Linked DNA regions of Mus musculus: regions 1, 3, 4, 5, 6 and 7 are each linked to region 2. A link is a contact called in public ChIA-PET, HiChIP or PLAC-seq, Micro-C and promoter capture Hi-C data. All regions are on one chromosome and are shown on one strand. The core of a region is the stretch at or near the end of the contact, and the rest is flanking DNA. Distances in the headings are between cores, read along the strand shown.

Region 1 (2,711 bases), core at 5-2,504, 310 kb before region 2:
GGATTTCACCTGGAGAATGAAGTGTCTTAACTGGTAGATTTTAAGTCACCATTTGCAATGTTTTAGGATTAAAATGTATTAGGCTTCAATGAACAGTTTAAACGGCATTAATGTTATAACAGCTTTAAAGCAAAGCTAACATGGATATAAATCCACACTCTTTTTTTTTTTTTTTTTTGGTTTTTTGAGACAGGGTTTCTCCGTGTAGCGCTGGCTGTCCTGGAACTCACTTTGTAGACCAGGCTGGCCTCGAACTCAGAAATCCACCTGCCTCTGCCTCCCAAGGCATGCGCCACCACTGCCCGGCACAAATCCACACTCTTATCCTTAGTTTGCATTATTACTCTTGCGTGCACATAAAACTTGTATTCTCCATTTAAACCCTGCATTACATATAAAGTCTGACATGTTACATGGCTACCACAATTGCCATTTAGATGGCTGCATAAAAATGTGTTGCAGTTGATGTAATACAATTCACTATTAGGCTGCACTCTCACCCCAACCTTGCAAAACAAAATCCCAAAACAACCTGCATTATTTATTTGTCCAGAATAAGTTCTTATTAGTTGTAAGTCACCGCGTCAGAGTTACAGTCCTATTCATTTTCTTTTTTCCTCCTGGGACAGCAAAATACAGTACTGCGTGAGCTTTCCACACTATATCCACCTATCTTGTTCACAGTCTTTGGCCGCATTTGTATTATCTCCCTATGCTTGTCCTGGGCAGGGTTGGGGGAAGAATCGAGCAGGTAGGTAACCGGATATGGAGCACCAGGTGAGCCTGTGGAGGTGGCAATTACAATACTCAGAGCTAAGCACTCCTGGGAATTTGCTGGAGCGTTCGATGTGGGAATAGCATCTTGGCGAATTAATTCTTCGGACTTGGGTCTAACTTTACTCTCGCCAGCCTCTCAGAGCGCGCAGTGGGAGTATTACTCGGGCATTCTGCCCTGTAGGGACACAGGCGATCTTTCAGTGAGCTAGCTGGTCAGTAGGCCCCTCTGGTGCCATCGAGCCGGCGCCGCCGGGCGGTGTAGTTCGGGGCCCAGTCTGGGCCGTGGCGCACGCGCTGCCCGCAGCTCGCGCGGAGCCAGGCCTTCCTCTGGCGCCCCAGGCGCAGGAGACCTCGCCCACAAGCCCGCCCCCTCGCCGGCCCCGCCCACCGCAACCCCGCCCCGCCCGCCGGCCCCGCCCCCGTCTCCTCCCCGCCCCCAGGAGCCGACGAGTGGCGGCGGCGGCGGCGGCGGCAGCGGCTGCGGCCCCAGGACCGGGTTCTCTCAGACAAGAGGGCGGGCGGAGGAGGAAGCGGCCGAGCACCCGCCCGCCTCAGCAGACTTCGCACCGTCCGCTCCCAGGCCTCGCGGCACCGAGAAGGGGAGACCGAGGCGGACCGCGAGGACAAGAGGCGGCGGGGGCGCGGGGCGGAGGCGGCGCGGCCGGCCGCGGCTGCCGCTTTGTTGTGTGGCCCGGGCCGAGGAAGCAGAAGTGGGAGGAGGGGGGAGCTCTGCGTCCCGCTCCCTCCGCGGCTCATGGCGACGGCGCTCGGCACATCCGGGACCCTCCGGCCCTGGCGGCCGCGGCGCGGGCTGTTCGGACCCCGGCCCCGGCCGCTGTGGTGACTCCTCTGCGCCTCGCCGTCGGCCCAGCCCAGCCCAGTCCGCCCGCCCGCCCGCCGGCCCGCCGGCCGCGAGCGCCGCCGCCGCCGCCGCCGCCACCTCCCCCGCCGCTGGGGACATGTCTAACCCCGGAGGCCGGAGGAACGGGCCCGTCAAGCTGCGCCTGACAGGTGAGCTGGGCGGGCGGCTGTGGCGCCTGTGGGCAAGCAGAGGGCCGGGGTCGCGGTCGGTGGTGGCGTTGGACGGGAATCCGGGCGTGGGAAGGCCTAGTTTAGGGAGTCATTGGAGAACCACTTAGCTGGGGTTGGGAAATTCTTCAGAACGCCCAGTGTGTGGCCCGTGGGTCTCCCGTGGAGGGCGGATTTGAGGTCCTGAAGTCTCGTTTCCTGGGGTCACAGGAGCAGCCCCTGGGCTCCTGCCCAGGTGGGGTCGGGAAAGGGATTACTGAATCCAGTTGCTGACTGCGCGCGGTAAACACTCCTTAAACATGGAGTGAGTGCTTAACGGGAGAGTGCTTGTGTTCCCGGGTTGTTAACTTGGACACCTACCTATGCCCGGCAGTGAAACCTTTACTCTCCAGTGCTGCCAACCTCTGTGGCCAGTGCCACACACCTTAAACGCACGTCTCTGGGAGGGAGGGACCGAGACTGTGGTTGGCTTTTCCGGCGTGTCTGCCTGATCCCACGACTCCCGGCTCATTGTACACTCTGTGTTTTGGAAGTTGTTTGATTGTAGGGTAGCATGTTTGGGGTTGTTCCTTGTAGGCCGCAGAACTAGTTGCTCATGTCTTAACTCCAGACCTGGTTTAGAATCCCTTGCTTTGCAATGTGTTTCTCAGTCTGGACGCATACGAACTTTTAAGCTAACTTTCACTAGTCCTCTCCACACTTCTCACCCTCTTTCTAAATGGAAAGGAATGCTCAGAGGGATTTGGGAAAGACTGTTTAATGTTCCCAGCTGCAGGGAGTTGTTAACATATTACAGGTATAATTTGCTTACGATGCCACTTCTGATATTCTTCCGTGGTCAACGTCCCCCTCCTTTTAAGGAAAAATTGCGTTTGGTTTAAAGCGTGTAATTGAAACTATTGTCC
Region 2 (2,705 bases), core at 111-2,610:
AGCTTTATTTTCCGCCGGTTGAGTTTTAATTTCACAGCAATGAGAGACTCGAAAGAGTATGGCCCCTAGCCGGGCGTGGTGGCGCACGCCTTTAATCCCAGCACTTGGGAGGCAGAGGCAGGCGGATTTCTGAGTTTGAGGCCAGCCTGGTCTACAGAGTGCGTTCCAGGACAGCCAGGGCTACACAGAGAAACCCTGTCTTGAAAAACCAAAAAAAAAAAAAAAAAGCATGCCCCCCCAGAGCGCCCCCTACTGGAATCTCCTGGGGAAAGAATGTTGAAAAATAAACGGCCCAGACCCAGTCATTGCAAAGTTGAGACATGCTAGAGTCCTCTGGGATGGGCTGATGCTGAAGTTTGGGACCCACTCATTTAGAAGGCAAAGTTGATAAGCAAAGACACTCTCACAACCTGCCCCTGTGCTATGAGGGACCTGCGGGACCTGCCTACCCTCTGCCCCCTCCACCCCTCCCTTTACCCTGTAAGGAACTGATGGGTGTAAAAATAGCCTCCACCATTCCAAGCACATTTTAAGCGAGAACTCATTTTTAAAAGTCACCTTCCTTTATCTGGGCCCTAGACACGATCCCTCTAAGGTAAACTTATGTTATCCAGGTGTAGTGGTGTATGCCTATAGTCATAGCGGTAGAGGCAGAGGCAGGAGGCTAAGAGTTCAAGGCTATCTTCAGCTACATATCAATTCTGAAAACAGCCTAGTCTACAGGAGACCCTGTATTAAAAAAAAACCCAAGATCATAATATATGATATATTTACGTCACACGAATTCTAGGCGCTAATTCTACTAATCAGTTTGCGATTGGTTGTTACGGTCAGGTGTGGAGGAGGAGCTCAGACATCCAGTTTCTGGAACTAGCAGGGATTGATAAAGTCCGACGTCCTCCTAAGACCTCTGTTCCTAAGAATCTGCCTAGCCAGACAGTTTCCCTCACGGCTTGGAGGCACTTGTTGCTAAATTGCAGGAAGAGGAAATTAAGAAATGCAAAGAGCTGGGGAAAGCGCCTCAGTTTCAATTGGGAGAGTGCAACGCTCGCTCCTCCCACTGGGATTCTGCCAGGTAACCCGCAGTTTTTCGCGGCCTCCCCTTCTTTCCAGTCCGCAGCGCCGCAGCCCCTTTAACAGCCCTGACCGATCGCTGGCCGATCCTCCAGGCCCGTCGCGGGCGCGCGGCACTGGCTGGATTGGTCATGTCTGGTGCGCGGCTGGCCCCGCCCCCTCCGCCCTGTGGTTGGGCGGTGGGGGCCGCGGCCGCGGGGCGGGTCCGCCGGCGGGGCGGGACGGCCGGTGCCCGGGGGCGGGCGGGCAGCAGCACGGCGGCCCCAGCCAGAGCCGGAGCTGGAGCTGGAGCAGGAGCCGCGGCGGCCGCCAAGTACGGGCGCCGGTGTAGTAGGATGAGGCAGCCAGCGGATCCGGGGTGAGCGCGCTCCGGGCCAGGTGGGGCGACGGGCGGAGCAGGCCCTGACTGGGTGGCCCGGCTACGGGACACCGGCAGCTCCCGCAGCCGTTGGCGCAGCGGGGCTCGGTCCCTTCCACACTACCAGGGCTCGGGACGCCGGCATGGGTGGCCCCGGGAGAGACCTTCCCTGCTTGGGGGCCGGGCAGGGCGGAGTCGCCCCGGGGCGGGAGGTGCAAGCCGTCAGGTCCCAGCCTAGCGTCCGCGGCTCGGTGTGGGTCCGGGAAAGCAGCATTCACACGCTCGTTGAAGGAAAACACTTGTCACCTCTGTGCGTGGGGCCCTTGCCGTCCTCCGCCCCCTGGGCCACCGTGGGAGAAGCTTGGGAATGGAGGAGCGCGGTTACTTTTGCGCGAATCTGTCAGTGGCTGTCGGCGCCTCGCTTGTTTTTCTCCCAACTCCTGGCGGACACCGGGGACCGAGGGGTGGCTTGTGTGCTTTCAAAGGGAGGTGGCGGCGTACCAAAAACCGGGGAGATCGGAAGGTTAACAAGTGACATTGGGCTGAGGCCTAACGCTAGCTGCCCCGCTGGGAGCATGGAGATGACGGTGGTGGAGACCGGGGGACCGATGCAGGGACAGGAGCTGCCGGCTCCATTGCACCACATGCCACTCCGGAGTGCCGACTCTACGCGCGGGAGTTGGTGCAAGGGAGTTTTTCCCCCACTGAAAAACGATTTTTGGAAAACTTAGCCCCTCAGTGGGTTGATGGTTACCTAAACCATCAGTTGTTATGGTTACACGGCATCAAATTTAAGGGCAAAGTCTGTTAAACACCCTCGCTCTTTTTTTTCCCCTTAGAGCTAAGGAGTACTTACTTTGTCATTAGATTTCATAGATGAGGAGGACATATTTTTTTAGAGTTAAAGGAAAAGTGTGACAACCTGAAGACACAGGTTGTGTCCTGTTCCGGTGTGAGGTCCAAATGTCTTGACACCATTGCTCAATTGAGAGGAATTGTCTTTTCAGGAGCTAGATTAAATCCAAAGAGAAAGTGAATTGTATGTGGAAAATAACAAGGGAAACTGAGGGACAAGTGATCTCTGGCGCTTGGGGAAGGGAGTTTGAAGGGTCTGGATTTATTGGCCGGTGAGAAACGTTTCTGTTAGCTTTTCCCAACCCTTAAATGGTTTCAGTATCTTTTCAGAGTCTTCCAAACAGATAAATGTCTTCAGGCTACGAGAATGAAGCCAGAGTGTGGCTGATCTTTGCTCCTTGGGCTCCCAGGGAGGGGA
Region 3 (2,838 bases), core at 285-2,784, 350 kb before region 2:
TGTTTTTGTTTTTGTTTTTGTTTTTGTTTTTGTTTTTCAAGACAGGGTTTCTCTGTGTAGCCCTGGCTGTCCTGGAACTCACTCTGTAGACCAGGCTGGCCTGGAACTCAGAAATCCACCTGCCTCTGCCTCCCGAGTGCTGAGATTAAAGGCGTGTGCCACCATGCCCGGCACTTGGTTTTTCAAGAAGGGATTTCTCGAGCCGGGTGCACAGATATACATACTGGCAAAGCACCCATACACATAAAATATAAATATAATAAAATTAGACTTGGAAAAACAAACACTGATAAGGACAACAAGAAAATCCTTTGTCGGGTGGATCTGGCTGCCCTGGGTTCTGGTCCTGATTTACAAGGACTAGCTAGAGTGGGCTGTGTGCTTCCTTCACTGAGGGAGGTGATGAGCGCACAGTTAGCACCGTAACTACGTCTTCTTTTTTTTTTTTTTTTTAAAGATTTATTTATTTATTTATTTATTATATATACGTAAATACACTGTAGCTGACTTCAGACACCACAGAAGAAGCATCAGATCTCATTAAGGATGGTTGTGAGCCACCATGTGGTTGCTGGGATTTGAACTCAGGACCTTCAGAAGAGCAGTCAGTGCTCTTAACCACTGAGCCATCTCTCCAGCCCCGTAACTACGTCTTCTAAAAGGCCCTAACCAGGCCTTGCAAACAGGAGCTGGCATGCCATCGCCCCCTGCTCCCATGCCCCTCTGCCCCCTGCCCCTCCATCCGCTATTTCTTACAGCCACTTCTTTACTTTCACTTTCTACTCTGCTCGCCCTTTAAGCATGAATTGTGTGACTTTAAGTGTTTTTAATACCCAGCTGCCTTTGGAAGGCTACCATGTTCCTTGGTACACCGTCTCTCCCTCCTCTTCTCCCAAATCCTTCTTTGGCCTCCAGCCGTCCTCACCTTTTCTCTCCTTTGGGGCCAGTGGCTGCAGAGACATCTCTATATGTCAGACTTCTGTGACCTGCCAGGCTAGCCCTTCAGTGCGCGCCCCCCCAGGCCCCCCCTTACCCTCTCTCTTTTCCAGGATAATAGAGCTGGCACCCTGGGCCACTAAGCTAGTCAGGGCTAACCAGACCCTTGATAAATGGGGTCCTCAAGGAAAGCCACCAACTCTTCTCAATGTTTCCCTTGGATCTTATCCTCAGGATTTGCAGTACACACTTAGTATTTCCTTGGGGAATGTATAGAAAAAAAGGGGAGGGGAAACAGGAAAGGAAGCAGGAATTCAAATACCACTTATCCCACGAGGGAGGGAGCAGAGACCCAAGCTACCAGCCTCTCTTTGAGCAGCTGGGAGCCAGGCTTCCTGGGGTGGGGAGCTCAGGCCTCAATTCTCAGGTCTAGTTCCTCAGGCTTGGGCTCCACCCTGGCTGCGAAGGCCCCAGACCACCTCGCCCCACCCTGAGAACTCGACCTCTAGTTCAGCCACATGAAGGTAACCAGCGTCTGGTGGCTTATGGGACAGACTTGTCAGGGACTTCCTGCCTTTGATGCATGCAATTCCCATGCTATGTGCGCTGGGCTGGGCCTCAGAAGACGAGAGGACCCTTAGACATCCTGAGTGTCTCGCTGCTGAGACTCTTGGGGTTTGTGGTTAGAGGCGCTGCTGTGAACACCGTGTTCTAGAGAATGTGCCCTCTGGGGCTGCAAAAAGCTGACAAAGTCAAGTTGACCAAGAAGGTCTGAAAGGCCCTTGAATTTGCTGCTTTTAGCAGAGATTGAGTGAAGGGCAATGGGCGTGGTGGGGGAGGGAGAAAGGAGGTTGCGCCATCGCAGAGAATTGACCACAGATAGACTCCTTCTGCTGGGCTCTTCTCTCCTTCACTCCAACTGTCTCAAAGGCCACAGGAAATTTCTCCAGCACTCACTGTTACTGAGGCCTGAGACATGACACTGCATTTGTGTGTTCTCACAGATGGAGGAGACACTGAGGGTCAATGAAGCTCAAGTGACTGTCCCAAGAATGCAGAGAGATAGCATTGGAACATGGCAGAGCGGACCCCATCTTCTTTGCCGTCCTGCAGGGCTTCAACAAAGCCTGGAGACATGGAGCAAAAATGGGAGAGAGAGAGAGAGAGAGAGAGAGAGAGAGAGAGAGAGAGAGAGAGAGAGGGAGAGAGAGAGAGAGAGGGAGAAAGAGAGAGGGAAAGGGAGACATTTTGTGGGTGTTCTCTCTTTCCTCCATGTGGGTTCTAGGGATGGGACTCACTCAGGTCTTCAGGCTTGGGGGCAAACACCTTTACCTGCTGAGCCATTTTGTTAGTCTGTCTCTCTTGAAATGACCTGGCTACAGTAGTGTTGGGCAGGTTTTTCCACCAGTAAACCAGTCTTTTCTGGGTTGTGTCCTCTGAATGGATGACACGACCCAGCGCCCACAGTGGAGCTGTGCCGAGTTCTGAGCTGAGGAAAGCACATTTGTGGAGATTGCTCAGAATTCTTTCACAAGGGAGCTTTGTCCTCGGCCTCCATTTCTTTATTTGTTCACTCTTGTTTAAATCTTTTGTAGGAACTGGGGGTCAGACCTCACACATGCTAAGCACCATTGAGCTACATCCCCAGGCCCTCAGTCTCTTATTTTCTTAAAAAATGTACATTTGGGAACTAGAGATGTCTCAGTGGTTAAGATGAGCTTGCAGAGGATCCAGGCTCAGTTCCCAGCAGCCCACATGGTGGCTCACAACCATCTATAACTTCAGTTCCAGGAACCCTAACATCCTCTTTGCAAAGCACCAGGTATGCAGGTGGCACATAGACATGTGTGTTTGGATAATCATCCATACATAGAAACCAGAAGTAAATCCATCTTTTAAATC
Region 4 (2,700 bases), core at 1-2,500, 420 kb after region 2:
GTTAAACGCACTAGGCAAGGTTACAGCTGTGTGTAAAACATTGAGATCTTCAGGTGAGGGTAGTGTGCGTTTCCAAGTTCCTGTATGATGTGGCCAAACTTAAAATTCTTGGAAGTTAGTCGACTGGTATAAATCTGAGACAGGAAAAAAAACAAGTATTCATTACTTGACAGTATGTACACAGATGTATTGGGCCCTCACTCCACAGTAACTGAAGTGACTAAAAATCACTTCATGATAAAACGGAGTCCTCATTTTATTAGTCCTATATGGTTTGGCCCCTGCTGTCTTTTTTCATAAAGGCAAACTCATCACAGGTTTCTGCTAATAGAGGACATACCACCAAGTCTTTAATCCCATCCCAGCAGAGGCAGAGGGAAGCTGATCTGAAGGCCAGTCCAGACTACATGCGACACTATCTCAAAAATACCTCACTACCAAAAAATAGTTATGAAGCACTTAGGGACAAAAAAAAAAAAAAAAAAAACCCCAACAAAAAACAAACCATAGCTCTCGTTTAGTTGAGCTATTTTCTGTGCTTTAAGGAGAAGGAACTTTGGGCACAAAGGGTAAGTTTCCTCTTTGTTGTTCTATTGCCTGAGACTGACCCAAGAAAGACTTGTTTTTCAATTGGAGTCCTACCAGGTGAAATGGCACCTGGGATTTGGGAACCGCAGAGTGTGGGATGAGGGGTGGGAATACCCCTGGTAGCCAAGTCAATAGCTATAGTTAGCCCTTGCCCCTTTTCTTGCTGCTGGGTTAGGAGGGGTACAGAGACTCGAGGGAGACTCTAGGGTCCTTTGGAACTGCAACAATGACAAGGTCTTTCGCTTCCACATACGTGGGGAAACCTGCCTTCGTCCTAGATAAGGAACGACCTCAGCAAAGGGGAAAAAAGACTAGTTAATAACTCTCTCCCTGACGAAGCGACTGCGGGTCTAGCATGTCCGGTAACGGTAACGTGGGATGGAAGCAGAAGCTCTCTCTGGGGAAAAGCGGAGCTTCCTCCACTGGGATGGGTGGGGTGAAGCGAGGCGAGACGAAGCAGAGTCCTTAGTGGGCAGGGGGTAAGGCGGAGCATCTTCTGAGAACCGGGCAAGGCAGGACTTCCTCTGCTGGAGGCAAGAGGCGGAGCTCCCTTCTTGGGTGGGGCAAAGCAGGGCTTCTCCGTAGGGGAGGGGCGGGACTTCCTCCGTGGGGCGGGAGTAGGAGGGGCTTGTTCCGTGAAGGGGAGGGGCGAGGCTCGGCCAGTCTCCCTGGGTCCCTCCACTGCGCATGTCACGTTGCGTACCTCCCTCCCAGCAACCGGCCTGGCGGCAGCGCGGCTACAAAACTGAGGAGGCGGAGCCGAGACGGAGTCGGTACTGCGCTCTGACTCCTAGACCAGGTACCCGGTGGCGGAGCCGCCTGGTGCGCTCCCAGGGATAATCCCTCTTGCCAGACTCCGAGTCCGTGTCCTCGGGGGTGAGCCTCAAGTGGCCATCCCGGCTCACCCTCGCCCTCCTCTGGCCCTCATTTAACCTGGGTTCTGGGTTCCCGCATTGAGGTTACAGCCTGAGAGCAAAATTAGGCTTGGGCCTGGCTGGGGAGATGCTGAGCAGAGTTGCCGGACCGGAGAGGCTAGCTACCGCATGGCCTCCCCACCTTTTCCGGGGCTTCCAAATGGGGTTGAGTTCTCATACGGAAGCAAGATCAGAGCTATTCTCTGCTTTGGTCAAAACGAAGAGTTTCTAAATGTGTTGTCTTAAGTGTCCCAGCAGTTTTGGGGACCGAGTATGGTGGCGGAGAGTGAGCATGACAGAAGGGGAGTGGCTAAATAAAATTGTTCATAATTTTAGGAAATAGATAACTTCTCAACTCAGTCTTCTGCTAAGACCCTAAGGTACTTCAATTTGACCCCTTTCTCCCAGACGGTTGGACTCGGTCTTACTGAAATACCCGTTGAAGTAGAACTATGTTCCAGTGTTTGGATGGGTCTTCATGATAGTTGATAACCTTATCCGGAGGTACCCAACACCTGAGACTGACTCAGATCCTTGAGGGTTGATTAACCAAATTTGAGACTGTGGGCGTGGCTCAGCGCCTGAGTTCTTGATTAACATCAGTGCGGACTTGCTTTCCATTCTCCACACTACCAAAAAGAAAATTGCTAACTTGCTTCTGCCGTAGTGCAGGAACTTAATAGTTTAACCATTAGTTATAGTACGGAAACTGGTCAACTCTCTTCACCCTTTAATTAGGTTTCTTAGAAGATTTTTTGGCTGGGTTTATAGTTGTGACCTCCGACATAAAGTTTGGAGGACCAGCGGTAAAAATAGAAGAAAAAAAAGTCTGTCAGAACAAGTGAATTCTCCTATCGGTACCTGTTGTAGTGGGAGAGATAATGAGGCGATAGTATGGTTGGGTGGTTGGAGAGGTGTCTCTGTAGATAGGAAGATATGCTGCCGTCTCCAGAACTCATGTAGAGAGCCATGTGTGGCCATGAGCCTGTGACAAGAGAAACACCAGAGCTTGCTGGCTGTCAGCCTGTGTCCAGAGTGATAGAGTAGAATACACAATGTCCTTTAGCTTCACCAAGCATAGAAACAGGTACACACATAAATATATACATACATACACACACAAGCACATACATATATATACACATATATACATACATATACACACATTGGTAAGTGTAATAGTTAATGTGAGAGCCAG
Region 5 (2,833 bases), core at 327-2,826, 390 kb before region 2:
TGTTCTAGGACAGCCAGGGCTACACAGAGGAAACCATGTCATGAAAAGCAAAAACAAATTAGAGAAAAGGCTAAAATATGTGTGTGTGTGTACACTATATACATGTTACATATTTTAAAATGTGCCGAAATGTTAACATTTGGCAAGTCTAGGCAAAGGTTTGTGATTCTGTGTTCAGAATTACTCAAGTTTTAAAGTATTTGAAGGCAGGCAGTGGTGGCACACTGCCTTTAGTCCCAGCACTCTGAGGTCTGTGGAGTTCAGTCAGGTCTACAGAGACACAGAGAAACCCATTAAGTGTGTGTGTGTGTGTGTGTGTGTGTGTGTTTGGGGGAAGGGAGCAAAATAAAGAAATAAATAAAAAATTTTAAAGGTTTGGAGAAAATAGGTATTAATAAGTTATTGGTTTTTTGTTTTTGTTTTTCGAGACAGGGTTTCTCTGTGTAGCCCTGGCTGTCCAGGAACTTACTCTGTAGACCAGGCTGGCTTCGAACTCAGAGAACTCAGAAATCCGCCTGCCTCTGCCTCCCAAGTGCTGGGATTAAAGGTGTGCGCCACCACCACCGGGCTAATAAATTATTGTTACCATATTTGCTGCTTCCATTGTCCTTTTTCTTTTTCTTTTTTTTTTTTTTTTTTTGCTTCTGTCCTGGAACTCACTCTGTAGACCATGCTGGCCTCGAACTCAGAAATCCGCCTGCCTCTGCTTCCTGAATGCTGGGATTAAAGGTGTGCGCCACCACTGCCCGGCTTCCATTGTCTTTATTTTCCAAGTAATCTAAAAGTTTACCACACGGGACAAAGTGGGGCATGTCTGTAATCCCAGAACTGACGTTGAGGAAGGATTGCATTAGGTTCAAGGCTAGCCTGGGCTCTATTGTTAATGTGAGACCCTGCCTCAATCCCACTCCCCATGATAAAAATTAAATAACCAGTAAATAGCACAAACAATAATATAGCGATACAACTAATGATTGCCTAAAGATAAAATAATCAACAAATACTATAAACAATATAGTGATACAACTAATGGTTAAGAGGCACACAGATCCACGTTCTCCCGGTGACCAGCTCCTGATGTAAAATTTTTTTAAAGTAAATATATTTCTCTTTTCTTTTATTGATTGATTGACTGATTGGTTGATTGAGACAGGGTCTCACTATTTAGCCCTGGTTGGCCTGGCTGTATAAACCAGGTTTGCCTTGAACTCCTAGTGCTGGGATTAAAAGCCTGCGCCAATCACCGCAAGCTAAGCCTTTTTTTACAAGTGTAATAATAATTTCGTGTGTTTGTTTAAGGACAAGCCCAGGGAAAGCAAACAGGGTACGGCCCAGTGTCCATCTAAGCATAGACGAAACGCAGGTCTCCATGCTGTGTGCTGAGATCTGGAGTCACCCTTCTGCAAGGCACCCTGGGATTGCCCGGCCGCTCCCTCATCTCGCGACGCTTCCCTGCTTACCGCCCCACCCCCACCTTTTTTTTTTTTTTTCCCCTACGACCTGCGTCTGCGTCCCACCCCCACCCCCGCCTAACGTGTTTTTCAAACCTACCAATGAACGCGCAGCTTAGGCTCAAATCAGCCAATCGGAACGCGGCGTCACCGGGAAATTTAAATCGCGCCGGCCGGCAGCACGAGGCACAAAATCTGAGGGCTGAAGGGTAGCAGACGTTTCCACAGCCGCCGACCCGCAGCTTGAGTGTCCTGCACCACCTTTCGTGGAAATCTGAGCCGGCTGTACAGGTAGGAACGGAAGCCGGTCCTGAGCAGTAACGGCCGGACGGAAGGCTGCGGGGCGGAGGGCGGGAGCAGGCCGCGCCCGGGCCGGAGCTGAGCCTCCCTGCTCCGACCAGGCCTCGGGGCGGGTTGGTTTCGCCACGCCGGGGTCAGGGTTGGCAACGCCGGGCGCTGCGGAGGGCAGCGAAGGCCTGGGAGCGGCTCGGGTCGGCGTGGAGGGACCGGAGGGCAGCCGCAGTCGAGCGGACCTACCTGGCTGTGCCGCCGCTTTCCTGATGCTTCTGCCCCGGGGAGGAGACGCAGCTTTGGGCAGGGGATGAAGGTGGCAGTTAAGACACCCCAGTTAAGCCCTTGACCCGGATCACCTGGGTCAGGGTCGAGGACGGACATAAAGCAGTTAAACCTACTAGCTTACCAGGGTACTTTGGGTTCCTGTCCCTTCGCGACGACCACACCTGGGTTCTATCGAGCCCCACTGATCACAGCTGATGTCATCCCGGCTGAATGCATTCTCTGGAAGTGTGTGCAAGATGCGGCGTTAATGCCATTGCTGACAGCGATGATGTGATGGAAGGCCCTATAATGGAACGAACCGATTCTTTATGTAACTTGCAAGAGGGTACTAGTATGGATCCGTTTTGGCCATCGATCAACAGAAAACGAGAGCTGCGTTTATTGCCTTAAGGACGTAGATGGTTGCCAGGCATTGTTGGCGCACGCCTTTAATCCCAGCACTTGGGAGGCAGAGGCAGGCCGATTTGAGTTCGAGGACAGCCAGGGATACACACAGAAACCCTGTCTCGAAAAATAAAACAAACAAAGGACGTAGATTGTTCTCCTACTTGGTGTTCTATTAACTAATGGAGCCTAGAATTTAGATCCTTGACTTAATACCGTGCTGGCTAGAGGCTTAAGACTATTGAGTGTTTGAAAAGCCGCTAATCTGTTGAGATGCCCCGTGTGCTTAAACTACCCATTGGATTTTGAAGGTGTATAAAAACAGTAAGACATCTCAATTTTTCTGTATTGATGACATCCTCAAATGGTAATAGTTTAGCTATATTGGGTAAAAGTCTTAAAATTAATTTCCTTCCTTC
Region 6 (2,700 bases), core at 157-2,656, 410 kb before region 2:
TTTTCCCATCCGTGTTTACACTGTCATCTCGGCAAGGCAGCATCAAGAATTTGTGAGTGGATTTTTTTATCTGGCTTCTTGGACACCACTTAGTAGTAAACAACAGCTTAGAAGGGGTTTTTAAAGCTTGGCTGGGAGGCAGAGGCCCCTGAGTAATTATAAAAGCATTACCCCTCCCCATTAGGAAATCTCCCGAATATCAATACACCTTTTTAAATTTTATTAATGATTTTCTTCAGCTCTGCATACAGGTTGGAGCACAGCTTCAAGTCTGGGCAACTTTGCATGTCCAGGGATGCAATCTCACCACCTCCCAGTGCTCCTTCAGCCAAGCACAGCCCCACAACCTACTTTCCCTCGTTTGCATTAAAGAGCTTGTTGTGCCCCTTGCAGCCTTGACAGCACTTCCTTTATAATGATGCATCTTGCCAAATGAATAATCTTAAAAAATCAGCTTTCTCCCAGCAGGAATGGTTAGTTACACAGTTTGTGTTTTTGCAAAGCCATTGGATCTGACTCCCTCCCTATGTTAAACCTGCACACCATGCATAGCCGATAGATAAAGTTCTGGTGGCTATCCAACTCCTGTCAACTGTTGACCTCAGCTGCTTCCCCTCTAGACCACCATCTGTTGTCATGGAAAAGATGGTCTAATGTGGAGTTAAATGCCAATGAAGTCGTTCAATTTCCGTGTGGAACAACAACAATAAAATGACCTAAAATAAATTGCCCAGTTAGGTGTGGAAGCTATTATTCCCAGAGACAGTAAGATGAGCAAAATATCCTAACAATAGCAAAACAAAAACACCACCTGGCCAAGACTGCCTGATTTGTGTGTGTGTGTGTGTGTGTGTGTGTGTGAGAGAGAGAGAGAGAGAGAGAGAGAGAGAGAGTGTTATCAAGGTTCAGGTATACCAGAGGCTATACCAGAGCTGCGAGAGAGGAGTAGAATGCCCAGAGTTGTCGCACCATTGCTGGCCTGTGTCACCATCCCAAGCCTGGGAGCCTGTCCACAGCGCGCCGCGACCCCTTTTGACACTTTCCCTCCTCCGGATGCAGCTATTTAACATGCAAAGTTTTCTCCAGCTTGCCTGGCTCGCACGAGATCATTTCAGCAGCTGAACCCGTCTTTCCTTCTGAAAAGGCTGCCAAGGGACATGAAATATTGGGAGACCCTTGTCGCTGCTTTCTGGCACGCACGCAGACCCGGAGTCGCCTGTCCCGCAGGCTCTGACCCTTGGCTCGTCCCGCCCTGCGTCTCGCCCCTTTCCCAATCCCTGGGGCGCTGCATTTTAGCGACCTCACCTTTTCTCTCCGCCACCGGGGCTTCGGGGGACCATCCGACGATCAAACAGAGAAGCCAGAGGGCTCGAGCTGTCATTTTTGTAGACAGGGTTCCCCAGGCTGGAAAACGCAGCGAGGGCTTTGGCTCGCTTCCTCTCCCCCCACACACACCCCCACCCCCGTTCATGCTAATGAGGGGCAGCCTTTGGGGAAACGAGCATAGCTGGCTGCACAGACCATTGAAACAAAACGGAGCGGCGGGGATCTCTCCCTCTTTCCGAGGGGGGTCGGATGTGTGGTCCGGACTGGGCTCTGTGGGCCAGGAGAACAGCACGGCCTTGAGCTCTTGCTCCGGGTGGGTGGTGTGCTTGGGGTGAGGTGACAGGCTAGGGGAGAGTGAGGGTTTTGAGGGGGCTGAAGGAACGCGAGTGATGAAATCAACAACAAATAAATTAGCGCTTAGAATAGCTTGAGCTTGTTGAGGGGAGGGGACTCCGGATGACAAAAAAACGCATTCCAGGACCTGTGAGGCAATTGCCTGACAAACCAAGTTTGGCAAAGCTGTTTGACTGTATATGCAATCTTGATATTCTAGAGTCAGAAACGGGCCGGGGGGTCGGGGGGGGGGGTGTGAGCAAATTTTTTTTTTCTTGACAGCCCTCTCCTCTGCCCCCTTCCCATTCTCCTTCCCTCTTTTCTCCCTCCACCCATCCATTGATAACTAGTATTCAGTTGGCCACATTCACCAAGTGTATACTGAATGCCTAAAGATTGGCAAACCACCTTTCCAATGCTGGGGGCATCTCACTGCTTGGGAACAGGCAGTTTTTATTGTGTCTAAGAAAAGCAAACTCCTTTGCTGCTTATGTTCAGCTTCCTGACACAGCATCACAGCTCGATCGGTCCTGAGGGAAAGGCTTTTCCACTCAGATGAAATAAAACCGTCATTTGTCAAGGGGTGGGGGTGGGGAGATTAGGGTATCATTTCTCCAGAACAGGTCTGAAGCCTCGGGACTAATTCTCGGTCCACAGCTTCAAACCCAAACAGATGCACGAAGGCGCGAATGGCTTGGTGTGAGGTACACAGAGTTGCTGAGGAAGCCTCAGGGTTCTGCGTCACTGATCCAGGGGCCTGACGCTAGAGTGCTGGTGGACTGAGTAGAGTCTTGGGGGTCTCAGAAACTACAGAGTGGGAACACTCAGGCAGACAGAGGCAGGTCTCCATCTTCTGAAGAGACTAGGAGGCAGACTAGGTACACAGACCCATCAGTTTGTTCTCTGAGGTAGGAGTTATGGCTCAACTGGCTCAACTTCAGCTGCCCGAAGAATAACATGAGGGATGTAACTCAGTCAGTAAAATGCCTGCCTTAGAGGCAGGAAGTGCCGGATTGGATTGCTTGCACTTCATACATGAGG
Region 7 (2,700 bases), core at 154-2,653, 450 kb after region 2:
TCCTTCCTCCTCCTAGCTAACTGCTGACTGTGGTAGCTTTCTCCAGCTCTGCCCACAGATGGTCCCAGCAGGGCGGGCTGCCAATCAGTGCCCCGGAGCAGCTGCCTGGTGTCCCTAAGGGCTTCACCCTTCTTGTACAAAACAGCTCCCTTGGAGAATCTGATGATAGGTGTGGATAATTTTTCCTAGGAAGAGTCACCCCTAGTTGTGGAGGAACACCCATTACGAAGTCCAGGCTGAGCCTCAGTGCAGGCAAACATCGACCTGAGGCTGAGGGAGAAAAGCGAAGCTCAGCGTGGGTGCATTAGCACCACAGTGGGGCGCGGGTGGGGATGGGTGATGCTGCCTGCTGCCTCCCTGTTCCCCTGCCAGGCAGGAGGCGGTAAGTTGTTCTGTTCCCTGACACGCGTGGGCCTGCGCTAGAGCCACCAGTTTTATTCCTGTTACAGGGGTGTGGAAATATGTCGCCGAGGGCTGTGTGAAGACAGTCTCCAGCTGGGCTTCAGGCAAAGCCCTCAGCAGAAGTCTGTGCCCTAGATGCTGCTGCCTAGAGTCCTTCCCCTCAACCTGCTGTGCAGTGGGCTGGGGCGGAGCGGCAAAAGCAGCTCTTGTTGCACTTTGTTCTCTAAACAACTCCAGCCTAAATGGCTCTCTGCTCCCTTCGGTGGAACAAGGTGTGCTTGATGCAAGGAAGTGGGTCCTTTCAGATAGGGGCTTGACCTGGGCCATGGCAAGGCCCGAGGTTACTAATCCCACAAAATCTGGTCACAGAAACCATTTAGGATGTCGAGCTTAAGGGGGCTGGTGATTTCGGAAACCACAAGGCTGCAGTTCTCGGATAGCGGATCTGTCACACCCCTTCAGTAGTGACATGGGCCCACCGCCGGCTCCCTTGGCCTAACATCGGGGTATACGGAGGGACTACGAGCCGCCTCCATCTTCCTCTGTAGGACTCCGTGGCTGCCAGTGGACCTGCCTCCCGAGTCCCCACAGTGGGGTGCCTCAAACTACTGGGTCTTAAGAGCGCAAGAAGGGGGCGGAGCTAATGGGACTGCGTTCACAACGGCTAACGGGTAAACCGAGGCAGTAAAGGCCCAGGCCATTTCTGAAGGTCCGCGCCGGAAGAGCCTTGCGTGTCGATCGCAGGCTGAACTCGTCTCCTCCCGAGATCTGCGATTCGGTCCCCGCCGTCGTCCCTTCTCCACGAGCGGCAGAGGAGGTTGGCTCCGGGAGGCGGGAGAGCGCGGGCTGTGAAAGCGATGTGGGGGCAGACAAAGGCGGGGGGACGGCGAGCAAGGGAAAGACAAAGCACAGAGGGGGGTCGGCGGCGGCTTCTCCCGGAGGCGGCCCCGGGCGCGCGGAGCCAATGGGCGGGCGCGGGGCGGGGGCCGGCGGGGGCGGCGCCGCGGTGAGGCGGCGGCTGCCGCTCGGGGACCACTGGCAGCGGCGGCAGCTCGCGCCCGCGCCACTTGCACCCGAGGCGGTCCCGCAGCGACCGACCCCCGCCCCGCGGCGCAGGCCGGGCCCGGTGAGACCCACGGCGGCCGGGGGGAGGGGCGCGGAGCGTTGCGGGGCCGACGCCGCCTGGCGGTTCGCGCGTTGCGCTCGCGGGGATCCCGAGGCTCGCGTCGGTCCCGTAGGGCCGGCTCGTGGTGGGGTGGGGTTTCGGGGTCTGGGGTCCCGAAGAGCGGGCGCGGGAGGCAGCGCAGCCTGGCCAGGCAGGAGGTCGGGCCCAGCACTGTCTAGGGGCTGGACGTCTAAGCCCGGTGAGGGGGCGCGCGGGTCTGGCGGTACCCTGCCCAGACCTCTGCTGACCTCCCTTCATCCCAGGCGGGGTCTCTGCCTGTGCTTCCCACAGGCAAAGACCGTGGAGCCCCTGTCCCCGGCCACTCTCGCTAACTTTGTTCTGTCTCCACATATGTTTCCACTCAGGGACCCCCTAACCCTTGGGGGCTGTATGAGGGGCGGGTAGGCTGTTGGGGGTGGGTGAGGGGCGGAAGTGGCAAGACCCAGAGCAACAGGAAATGACTTAGGGAAAGTCCCAACCGCAGCCCCCCAACCCCCTGCCTAAAAACACCCCAGCCTGCAGAGTGGGGGAGGGCTCATGGGGCCCCACTGACTGACTTCCCCTTGCAGAACCCTCTTGGCTCGGCATCTCCTCCAGGGCCACCAAGCACCTCTGAAGAGCCATGTTCCAAGCTGCCGGAGCCGCCCAGGCCACCCCCTCTCATGTAGGTGTCCAGCCAGGTGGGGAGGAGTCAAGGGGACAAGAGCAGCTTGTTTGCTTGGCACCTTGTGCCACCTCGAGTGCCCCTGGGATGTGGGCTGGGCCACCGGAGAGCTGACCCCTCTGACTCTTCCTCTTCCCCCAGGAAGCCAAAGGCAGCAGTGGCAGCAGCACGGTACAGCGGTCTAAGGTAGGGTCCTAAGGGTGGGTGTGGGCAGAGGAAAGGGTCGGCGCTAACCCGGCTTCTTGCTAAGTGTACTCTGCTCCTACTCCACAGTCCTTTAGCTTGCGGGCTCAGGTGAAGGAGACCTGTGCAGCCTGCCAGAAGACTGTGTACCCGATGGAGCGGCTGGTGGCAGACAAGCTCATTTTCCACAACTCTTGTTTCTGTTGCAAACACTGCCACACCAAACTCAGGTGCGCTCCTGCCCTGTCCCGGCCTGCCCACCTACTTGCCCACCCTTACCCTACCT

What was found. Promoter capture Hi-C pulls out the DNA fragments that hold promoters and counts their contacts. Hi-C and Micro-C count contacts between places; a contact is called where the count stands out from the background. ChIA-PET counts read pairs in DNA pulled down with a chosen protein or histone mark. HiChIP or PLAC-seq counts read pairs in DNA pulled down with a chosen protein or histone mark.
Region 1: a contact with region 2 is called in a Micro-C map of embryonic stem cells, with 3 times the contacts expected there. The contact joins the promoter of Smurf2 here to the promoter of Tex2 in region 2. A contact is called at or near these places in 2 of 39 promoter capture datasets (cranial neural crest and pre-B cells), 2 of 484 Hi-C or Micro-C datasets (both in embryonic stem cells) and 2 of 9 other capture datasets (liver and pancreatic islet).
Region 3: a contact with region 2 is called in an RNA polymerase II ChIA-PET map of memory CD8 T cells, with 18 read pairs. The contact joins the enhancer-like site here to the promoter of Tex2 in region 2. A contact is called at or near these places in 2 of 39 promoter capture datasets (cranial neural crest and neural stem cells), 3 of 115 datasets of contacts at active chromatin or transcription factors (large pre-B cells, memory CD8 T cells and pancreatic cancer cells) and 1 of 9 other capture datasets (pancreatic islet).
Region 4: a FOXA1 HiChIP or PLAC-seq map of pancreatic cancer cells shows a contact between it and region 2. The contact joins the promoter of Strada here to the promoter of Tex2 in region 2. A contact is called at or near these places in 2 of 39 promoter capture datasets (liver and pre-B cells), 5 of 115 datasets of contacts at active chromatin or transcription factors (effector CD8 T cells, extraembryonic endoderm stem cells, memory CD8 T cells and 2 more) and 1 of 9 other capture datasets (liver).
Region 5: a contact with region 2 is called in an HNF4G HiChIP or PLAC-seq map of pancreatic cancer cells. The contact joins the promoter of Kpna2 here to the promoter of Tex2 in region 2. A contact is called at or near these places in 4 of 39 promoter capture datasets (embryonic stem cells, hippocampal neurons, liver and 1 more), 3 of 115 datasets of contacts at active chromatin or transcription factors (bone marrow-derived macrophages, large pre-B cells and pancreatic cancer cells) and 1 of 9 other capture datasets (liver).
Region 6: a promoter capture Hi-C map of pre-B cells shows a contact between it and region 2, with 4 times the contacts expected there. The contact joins the promoter of 1810010H24Rik here to the promoter of Tex2 in region 2. A contact is called at or near these places in 9 of 39 promoter capture datasets (the 3T3-L1 cell line, 3T3-L1-derived adipocytes, hippocampal neurons and 4 more) and 1 of 115 datasets of contacts at active chromatin or transcription factors (memory CD8 T cells).
Region 7: a FOXA1 HiChIP or PLAC-seq map of pancreatic cancer cells shows a contact between it and region 2. The contact joins the promoter of Limd2 here to the promoter of Tex2 in region 2. A contact is called at or near these places in 3 of 39 promoter capture datasets (the C10 cell line, liver and pre-B cells) and 4 of 115 datasets of contacts at active chromatin or transcription factors (double positive thymocytes, embryonic stem cells, memory CD8 T cells and 1 more).

What each region holds. Positions count from the first base shown.
Region 1 is chr11:106,919,258-106,921,968 of GRCm38.p6, reverse strand. It overlaps Smurf2 (SMAD specific E3 ubiquitin protein ligase 2), which reads left to right and starts at 1,254. Exons shown (of 19, transcript NM_025481.3): 1 at 1,254-1,788. The coding sequence starts at 1,737.
Region 2 is chr11:106,611,585-106,614,289 of GRCm38.p6, reverse strand. Tex2 (testis expressed gene 2) reads left to right here and starts at 1,360. Exons shown (of 12, transcript NM_198292.3): 1 at 1,360-1,432.
Region 3 is chr11:106,960,512-106,963,349 of GRCm38.p6, reverse strand. No RefSeq gene overlaps it. Among named protein-coding and RNA genes, the nearest start is that of Gm39424, 38 kb to the left of the region's middle. Within about 2 kb of position 1,534, at least 109 of the 459 cell types and tissues checked have an H3K27ac peak or open chromatin away from gene starts, as enhancers often do. A contact at or near this core is called in memory CD8 T cells, where this site is marked.
Region 4 is chr11:106,192,153-106,194,852 of GRCm38.p6, reverse strand. Strada (STE20-related kinase adaptor alpha) reads left to right here and starts at 1,250. Exons shown (of 13, transcript NM_001252448.1): 1 at 1,250-1,387.
Region 5 is chr11:106,998,268-107,001,100 of GRCm38.p6, reverse strand. It overlaps Kpna2 (karyopherin (importin) alpha 2), which reads left to right and starts at 1,576. Exons shown (of 11, transcript NM_010655.3): 1 at 1,576-1,742. Gm39424 (a long non-coding RNA gene) reads right to left here and starts at 1,632. Exons shown (of 3, transcript XR_880255.3): 1 at 1,552-1,632.
Region 6 is chr11:107,024,575-107,027,274 of GRCm38.p6, reverse strand. 1810010H24Rik (RIKEN cDNA 1810010H24 gene) reads right to left here and starts at 1,406. Exons shown (of 4, transcript NM_001372502.1): 1 at 1,306-1,406. The coding sequence starts at 1,381.
Region 7 is chr11:106,158,879-106,161,578 of GRCm38.p6, reverse strand. Limd2 (LIM domain containing 2) reads left to right here and starts at 1,403. Exons shown (of 5, transcript NM_172397.4): 1 at 1,403-1,528; 2 at 2,137-2,231; 3 at 2,373-2,417; 4 at 2,505-2,644. The coding sequence starts at 2,190. Gm10840 (collagen alpha-1(I) chain) reads right to left here and starts at 2,191. Exons shown (of 2, transcript XM_030246469.1): 1 at 2,121-2,191; 2 at 420-1,819. The coding sequence starts at 2,191. The coding sequence ends at 1,018.